Regions from separate parts of the Acanthopagrus latus genome. Here region 1 is linked to region 2. The links are chromatin contacts, called in public Hi-C maps. All regions are on one chromosome and are shown on one strand. Each heading gives the region's core, a stretch centred on a gene start, on an enhancer-like site or on the middle of the called end of the contact. The rest is flanking DNA. Distances are from core to core; before and after follow the strand shown.

Evidence for each region. Hi-C and Micro-C count contacts between places; a contact is called where the count stands out from the background.
Region 1: a Hi-C map of muscle shows a contact between it and region 2, with 5 times the contacts expected there. The contact joins the promoter of tgfb2 here to the promoter of preb in region 2. A contact is called at or near these places in 3 of 4 Hi-C or Micro-C datasets (all in muscle).

The regions. Positions count from the first base shown.
Region 1 is chr17:2,464,210-2,468,193 of fAcaLat1.1, reverse strand. tgfb2 (transforming growth factor beta-2 proprotein) reads left to right here and starts at 1,955. Exons shown (of 7, transcript XM_037075739.1): 1 at 1,955-3,386. The coding sequence starts at 3,041.
Region 2 is chr17:2,294,166-2,298,314 of fAcaLat1.1, reverse strand. It overlaps preb (prolactin regulatory element-binding protein), which reads right to left and starts at 2,690. Exons shown (of 10, transcript XM_037075502.1): 1 at 2,495-2,690; 2 at 1,927-2,118; 3 at 232-430. The coding sequence starts at 2,061.

The DNA of each region.
Region 1 (3,984 bases), core at 706-3,205, 170 kb before region 2:
ATTTTACTGCTATTGGTGTTGAAGTCTCTCTCCAGTCTCTGCCGATGTCTCCTCTTTGCCTCCTTGATGCCAGCTGTCAGTCTCGCTCTCACAAAATCATTTGTGTTTTTTTTTAGCATTTATTTTTATACCATAATAACAAGGCATATTTATCTTATAATGACATTAAATGATCAAGTTGCTGAGTGCTTATTTTTCTGTTCATTAAGCCCAATCATAATGATGATAAAAACCAAATGTGTCACATGAACCTTGTCTGGAGGGGAATTCTGGAACATTTTTTTCAGGCTGGGAAATGTAGCTGCAGTCCAAGTCATCTCCACCGGCTGGGATTTCCTGTTCAGACAGAGAGATGACCGTTTAGGACCTGCTTAAGTATCAACTTTAATATTTTAACTGTGCAGATCACTTCATTCTTGGTGCTACAATGTCTTTTGCTACATGAAACTAAGTAAATCATTAGGAGCATTTTTAGAATCGGTGCCTGTGGTCAATCAAAGCATTTTGACTCTTGGCCTTGTCGACAATTTTAGCAAATAACTCATCCTTCATTTCGTCAGTTTTCAGAGGATAGCCTTCCTTCCAGTCTTCATGGCTTGTGTATTAGCTCTGTCAGCAAGTGACCTCTCATTAACCTGGTTTGCTTTTCCTTGCTCATTTATCTTCTCTTATGGATTACAGATGGCTGTAGACCTGTCCCTGATGTGTGTTGCTTCACAAAAAGCTCTTGGCCGTTACATGGGCTTGGCGGAGGGAGTGAGGTCGGTAACTTCAGCAGTTTATTCTGGGAGCTGAGGGAGCATCCTCACGTCTTCACTGCAACCGGGAGCATTCTCAACATCTCATATCTGACACAAACGTACTCAAGTATGAAAAGTAATTTTCTGGTAATAGATGTACCTGAGTTTAAAAAAAAAGTACAAATAGCGCAGTGCCATATCTAAGTGTATTTGCTGACTCTGCTGACAACATAAGATGCCAGTCCTTTGTGTTCCTCCTGTCTGCAGCTCCAGCAGTTTTCCTTGTGTTGAGCAGGTGTTGGACTGGACACTGGGCCTCAAACACACACACACCTCACCCCGCCTGTCAGTGTGGGTGCTGATTTAATGACACCATCTGCTTCACAGCAGCCTCTGGATGCGGAGAGTTAGAGAACGGCTGTCGGGCCTGATGGATGGCCGGGTTCGGAGGGCCAGCACTGGGCCTTGGCAAATAATGAAACAAAGTGGAATTTTCTGAGGGGTATGAACGTAAATCAAGCTGCCACACAGCAGGCTCACAGTGTATGGGAGCGCACAAAGGGGAGCTTCAGTTCGGAGCAGCACATGGTGCAGTCGGCCTCGTCCAGTATCATCTGACACAGTCCAATCAGCTGACAGATGAATGGCTGAGACACCCTCAGCAGCACCCTCAGCCCCCACCCATCATAATCCAACCAGTGAGGTGGACTCCAGTCACTGTTCTTACAACTTGCAATTTGACTTGACTTGAGACATGATGACTTGAAAAACTCATGTGTTCATTTCATGTAAGGTTTGATTTTTGATCGAGAATCATGAAAAACGTTTTCATAAATCCATTTTCTTATTGTTTGATTACATGTATTCTACTTAACACTGTTGCTGGTTCCACCCCGTCTGTCACATTCTCATCTCCAGGAAAACGACATCTCTTGTTATAATCAGACATGGTTCTCACAGTGCCTCCCATCTTTTTCTCTACATTCCCTCAGGTGGCAGGACGCTTGAATGGGAAAGTTTACTAATTCAAGTCAAGAGTAGATAACAAAATACCAGGAAGAGTTAAACATGAACTGTTCATATGAGGAGAAGCTGAAACAGTTTCAAGTGTAGAGAGAAAAGATTTCTGCTGCCTGACTCTGACAGGCTTTAGGACCCTGCGTCACGACGCATTATGAGCCAATGGGCCATTAGCCGTTGCATCGCTGTCCCAATGGGCACAGTGAGCACTCCTATTCACAATAAATCGTCAAGTAACTTCAAATTGAAGGGGTCCCCTTCTCCGACACTGATGACCACAACCTCGGTTTGACGCGGCGGAGGGGGGAGCGCGCTGTAACTTTAGTCCCTTCTAAATCTCGCGGCCGCTGCTGTCAGCTTGGCACGCGTAAAAGACGAGCCATTCCCCCAACTAGATGGGGTGAGGGAAGACGTGTGAAAGTGACCTGCAGTCGCACCGAAGGCCAACTCCGCTCTTTATTGTCCTACCGGGCTACTTTGAAGGAAGACGTCTCATCGAGAAATCACGACTTTGGACAGATTTCTGATTTCGCTTGAAGGCGTCAGACTCAACTTCGCAAACGTATCCGCACCTTGGACGCCAGTACCGGGTTTGATTTTTGTTATTTATTTATTTTTTTTCAAATAAGTTTTTTTTTTTTTAATCTGTCTGGAGGATAAGAAAGCAATGAATATCGACGCGCTGAAGTTTGACTCCTAGAAACTTTGGGGCCGGTCTGAGGTGCGGCTGGAGAGCAGCGAGCCGAGCGCTCTGATGCGGTGGAGGTGTGCTCAGTCCCGCAGGCTACACGGCTGATCGTCCCGCTGACTGCAGCCCCTCCGCTCCTTAGAACCCTTTTTTTTTTTTTTTTTTTTTAAAAACTCAGCCATGTATTTCAGATGCGTCTGATCTCCGAAGGGCCACCTCTGGCAACACTCAGCCGCACCTTTACGCACTCTCTGTGCGCTCACTGTCAGCCGGCAGTAGATCCGCGCGATCCCTTCCCATCGAATAACGGCTCTCTTTTGTTTCACGACAGTTGAATGGATTTTCAGGAACACTTTACTGACAGCGGGGAAGTTGAACCGTACGATCTTGAAATAACTGTTCGGGGCCACCTGGCTCGTATGCGTAAATACTCTCGACTTTGATTCTTGTCCAAGAAATGCGTCTGCCTGGCGATATTTAAACCGCCTTTTTTTCCTGAATCTATATTATTATTATTATTATTATTATTATTATTATTATTATTATTATTATTATTATTATTATTTGAGATTTGTAGACGCTGGAGCAGAAGATGAACCTGTGTATCGTCAGTCTACTCCTCACGTTGGATTTAGCCACCGTGGCGCTCAGTTTGTCCACATGCAGCACGCTGGACATGGATCAGTTCATGAAGAAGCGCATAGAGGCCATCCGAGGACAGATCCTGAGTAAACTGAAGCTCACCAGCCCCCCGGAGGACTTCCCCGAGCCCGAGGACGTGTCCCGGGACATTGTTGCCATTTACAACAGCACCCGGGACCTGCTGCAGGAGAAGGCAAACGAGCGGGCGGCGACGTGCGAGCGGCAGCGGAGCGAGGAGGAGTATTACGCCAAAGAGGTGCACAAGATCGATATGCAGCCCTTCTACCCGTCAGAGAGTAAGTGTGTGTGTGTGTGTGTGTGTGTGTGTGTGTGTGTGTGTGTGTGTGTGTGCGCGCGCGCGCGCGCGCCAGTCCTATGTGCCCGCAGCAGTTGTGCTGGAGTTTGAAGTTTAAAGCCCGAGAGCCCCCAAAACGGCGTTTGTATGTGGTCACGTGTTGTTGTTGTTTTGTTTTTTTTGTGATCGTCTTGGAGAATCCGTCCCATCATGCTCTGCTGGATGAGTGCGGTGGAGAGGAGCCAGATAGAGTAGAGGAGCTGGAGCCGAGCTGCTCTCTCAAGACATCAACAAGTTGTCCTGTGAGTGCTGCAGAGCGCCGGGCCCTCCGGCAGCGCTGCGCTCCGCTCACATCACGCACCACTGTGTTCTACCGTCACGTTGAAAAAGAGGAGAGGATTTCAAAGGATCACAGTCATTTTAAACACTTCCATATGTCATGAACATGCCAGGTCAGCACTGTGAGGTCTCTGCCCTCTGGACGTGTCTGTGTGCTCACAGAGACTTTTTTTTTTTTTTTAAATGAACGCACAAAAAGAGACAAACAGGGAAAAACAGACGCAGAAGCAACAAGTCTTAAAAATAAGTGATGAATAAAT
Region 2 (4,149 bases), core at 1,441-3,940:
TAGACAGCAAAGGGGCCGTGGGGATCATACAGCAGTGGTTGCTAAGATGTTGTTGTCATAGAGACAAGACGCACATGCAACGCTTTTTCTCTCAGTGCACAAACGTCTTATCATGGCTAAGTAAAGATTAACACATGAACTTGTAATCAACAAATGAATAGGCACATATCAAACAAGTGCAATAAATGTAGCACATTTTTGTTGTCCTGTAAGTAAGCAGGCAAATCTCACCATCTTTAGCAGCAGCTGTGCTTCCTTCTTTCTGTGTGCAGTGTTTAAAGCTCATCACAGAGCAGGTCCCATCCTGTCCTGCAGCAATCACACCATTACCTACAGCCATGTTCATGGTGGCACGTGTGTCCGTATCATGAGAGTGAAGGAGAGTGGCACTGTACTGTTGCTCTCCAACTAGCTGCAGATCCAGGAATTGCTGAAAGACACAGACATGAATCTGCTACAGCTGCTGATTTATACACTCTTATCATGCCTATCATCCAGGGAAGTGGACTACATAACCAGATTAATGCATTAGAAAGGTAAATTGAGTCTAAAACCAGGATTTTCAATGTCATGAAGTTAAGGTTGTTCCGAAATCAATACCAGTTTCAGAAATGCACCAAATTCTGCTTAAACCTTTTGGGTCCTGATTTGCTGCAGAGTCTGTTTTACATCTAATAGAACACTGGTCAGAAAATGTTTAATAATTAATCAATAATAATCAATTAATCAATTTTGTTTAAATATGAAGCCAAAAATTTCCACATATCTTTAAAGGGATAGTTTGTGTTTTTTGAAGTGGGGTCAGTGGGGTCAGTGGGGTCAGTGCCCAGTTGCGCTAATGCGCAGGGATACATACTATGCACATCCCTAGTACCACTGAACCTTTACTGACATGCACTTACTGTACTTTGTCACACTGGGGCAGCAATAGTGACGCCCTGTGGTAGACAGGCAACATTACAAAAGGAAACTTGCACTCAAAATGCTGGAACTAAAGTTTATTCAGTGGCAGTTCACAACACCTAACCGCTCTGTGACACTCTTCAGGTTTGCCACTCCCTTTTAATGCCAAAGTGACTACTACTGCGGGTACTTGCGATGTGCCGAGACAGTCGGGCTCTGAGACGGCTAGAGATCAGAATCAGTACACTTATTCACGTCGATGCCATGCTGCCTTGAATGTTTCTTCTGATTTGACACACTACCTGACTTGTTGCCTTTTTGCTGTACATAGTGAATCCACACTTTTGACTGTTTTCCGCAGTTCATTTTTCGCACTGTGACTGCTGTGACAGGCTAGTCATGCACTCCAGCCTGGTGTTGCATTGATGCATGATGTACAAGGACTTGACTCCTAGCAGATGAAGAAAGGAAGGTAACCAGACAAGCCACTGCCTTGCAGATATATATAGCCTTTGTTTGCACTAATTATTTTTTATGTCACGCTCAGGATGATGCAGCATCATCTCACACCATGTCCCACACACTATCTGATTGTTGACACATCAGAATTATTAGCCTGTAAACACTAATTAATCTGGATCTGCACAGTAACTAGAAACTTAATGTTACAACTAAATGTGGTGGAGAGGAAGTATAAAGTAGCAGGAAATGAAAATATTCAAGTAAAGTACCTGATAATTGTACTCAAGCACAGGACTTGAGTAAAAAACAACAGTACTCAGACCTTCTTGCATGCTTCAGAATCTCAATACATGCCACTAAAAGCTTGCCCATAGACAGAAATGTTAGAAATGCTTTTGTTCTTTTTTTTCAAAAGCAAGGGAAATTAAATGCTCCAACTAGGAATGCCAACAGGCACATGACAACAGGAACCTCAACCTGTGGTAAACAATAATAGTACACATAATAAAACTGAATGCACACACACAAATACAGTGTGTTCTCTTGATCCTGAGTACTTACCACAGCATTCTTTATGCCTGTTTTGGAAGCCCCTCCTCCTCCTGCTGTGATCACCAGCCCTGTTTTAGGGTCCACTTTAATGGAGTACAAGGGGAAGGGGGCTCTGTACAGGTCTGGCACCCTCCTCTTCCCCATTGTTGGTGCTGTATTTTCACTCACACGTCTTCTTAAAACCACTGCATCCAACCACACCTGTGGATGATAGAGAGTGTCAGTTTCTCAGTGGCATTCACTGTCCACCCCAAAAAGCATTTCTTTGGTGCAGCATAAAGTGAACCTGGGCTAACACTGTAACGTTAGGTCCAACGCTAACAGTTAGCAGCTGACAGAGTAAGCACCAACCTGTCACCACCAGCATGAGATAAAACGACTGTGACAACTGTACATCACTAAACATTTCTGCTTTGACTTAAAAGTAACTTAAAAAACACCAATGTTATATTGCGACCACAAAGTGCAGAGTCCATAGTCAACAACGATGTCAACACAGTTTAGCTGCAGCAGTCAGGACTGCTAATGTTAGCACTGCAGCCCACTAGCCTGCCAGTGAGTAAATTGGTCCCCATACCTGTCCAAATGCCCCGTTCTGTCTCCCGTTATTATTTTATCAGACAGCCAAGTTTTAATCTAAATGATTCCATTGTGGGCAATCAATGGCAGCGGTTTATGATGAAAAGCCTGAGCTAAGAGCTAGCGGCTAAAGACAGCTCGACAGCCACTTCCCTACCTACACGTCAGCAGCCTACGCTGCGTCGTGACGTCACCAAAAGAGAGCACGCTTTTGTTGTGTTTCGTTTGCCGAAGTTTCGCTGTGTGGAAGACACAGGAGACAGATTACAGTAAAAACATGATCTGAACTCCTATTTTCTAGAAGAGACCTATCATGAGCATTAGTATGCTTTAATCTATAGGCTCTTTTTCTTCGTTCTTATCTTAAGGAGGAAGGTTGTCAAGCAAGACAAAGAACAGAATTGAGAAGAGATGCCCTTTTCCACCAACCACAGACTTTGCATCCTCATTTTCATGCCATACACCTTTCAGGAGTCAGAAATAGACTCAATAAGTTGGTCCTCTCTCCCTCCATCCACTTTAAATGTCTGAATTGGACAGAACTGTCCATTAAAATGTATAAATGTATATCTTGTGTTTCAGGACATGCAATCATTGTGATATTATGACTGCTTCATAGTCTGTTAATTCAAAGGATATCATGCGGCCATCTAATGAGTTTTGGTTATAACTTCTAAACAATGATATATATTATAAGCTACAAATGAGAGAATTCTCATCTTAACGCTCCACTGGTTCTCGTGACATGTCACATATATTGATGACAGAACAAGTGAGTTTCCTTTTTGCAAGTCATATAATTGGAACATTCAATCAAAATCATATAACCTCACTTAAAGTGAGAGGTCACTTCTTTAACCACACAAAGAAATGAATAAGACATCAGTAAAAGATTTAAAAACACGCTGCTTGGACTATAAAACATATGCTGACTTGGGCTTTGCCTCTGTGTTTCTTGTTTTCTCGTCGTCGGCTCTCATCGTCATGGCTTTTGCTCATCATCAAGATTTTTGCCTGTGATGATCTTAGTTAATCATTCCCTTAATTGTCTTGTCTTTTCTTTAACTTGTTTTTGATGACGCTCATGAATTAATTCGGTCAGCAATAAATAAATGTACCATTCATCCATGCCTTATTTTTCATCCATTCTATTTGCATATCTGTATATAGGTTTAGTGGTCGTTAATCGTCATTCATGTCCCTTAGTAGTTAATGAAATATGTTCAATTGAGAGGTTTGTTCCGTGTTTTCATTTATGACAGAAATGGAAATCAATTTAATCAGAATTTGCAGCTTTCAGTTATGAGACTGATTGATTTGTTGTGATTAATTTTTCATCTTGAATAATTAGTCAATTGATGACTTAATCATGGAGGTGGTGCTACTTCTAACAAGTGCTGAATAAAATTTCACAATGTAGTGAGAATGCTATAAAACATACACATAATAGTTACTAAACCACCAGCCACACAACATCTGGCCAATGCAGGGTTACACTTACTATTGTCATGATCCCAGTTCTAGTTGTTTGTATTTTATTTTGAAACTGTACCACTGTGTCCTTCTCTAATATTTTCCCTCCTTCCTGTGTTTTTCCATTCCTTTCCCTCACCTGTCCTTTTCCCGCTTCACTCCACCTGCACCTCATTCCCT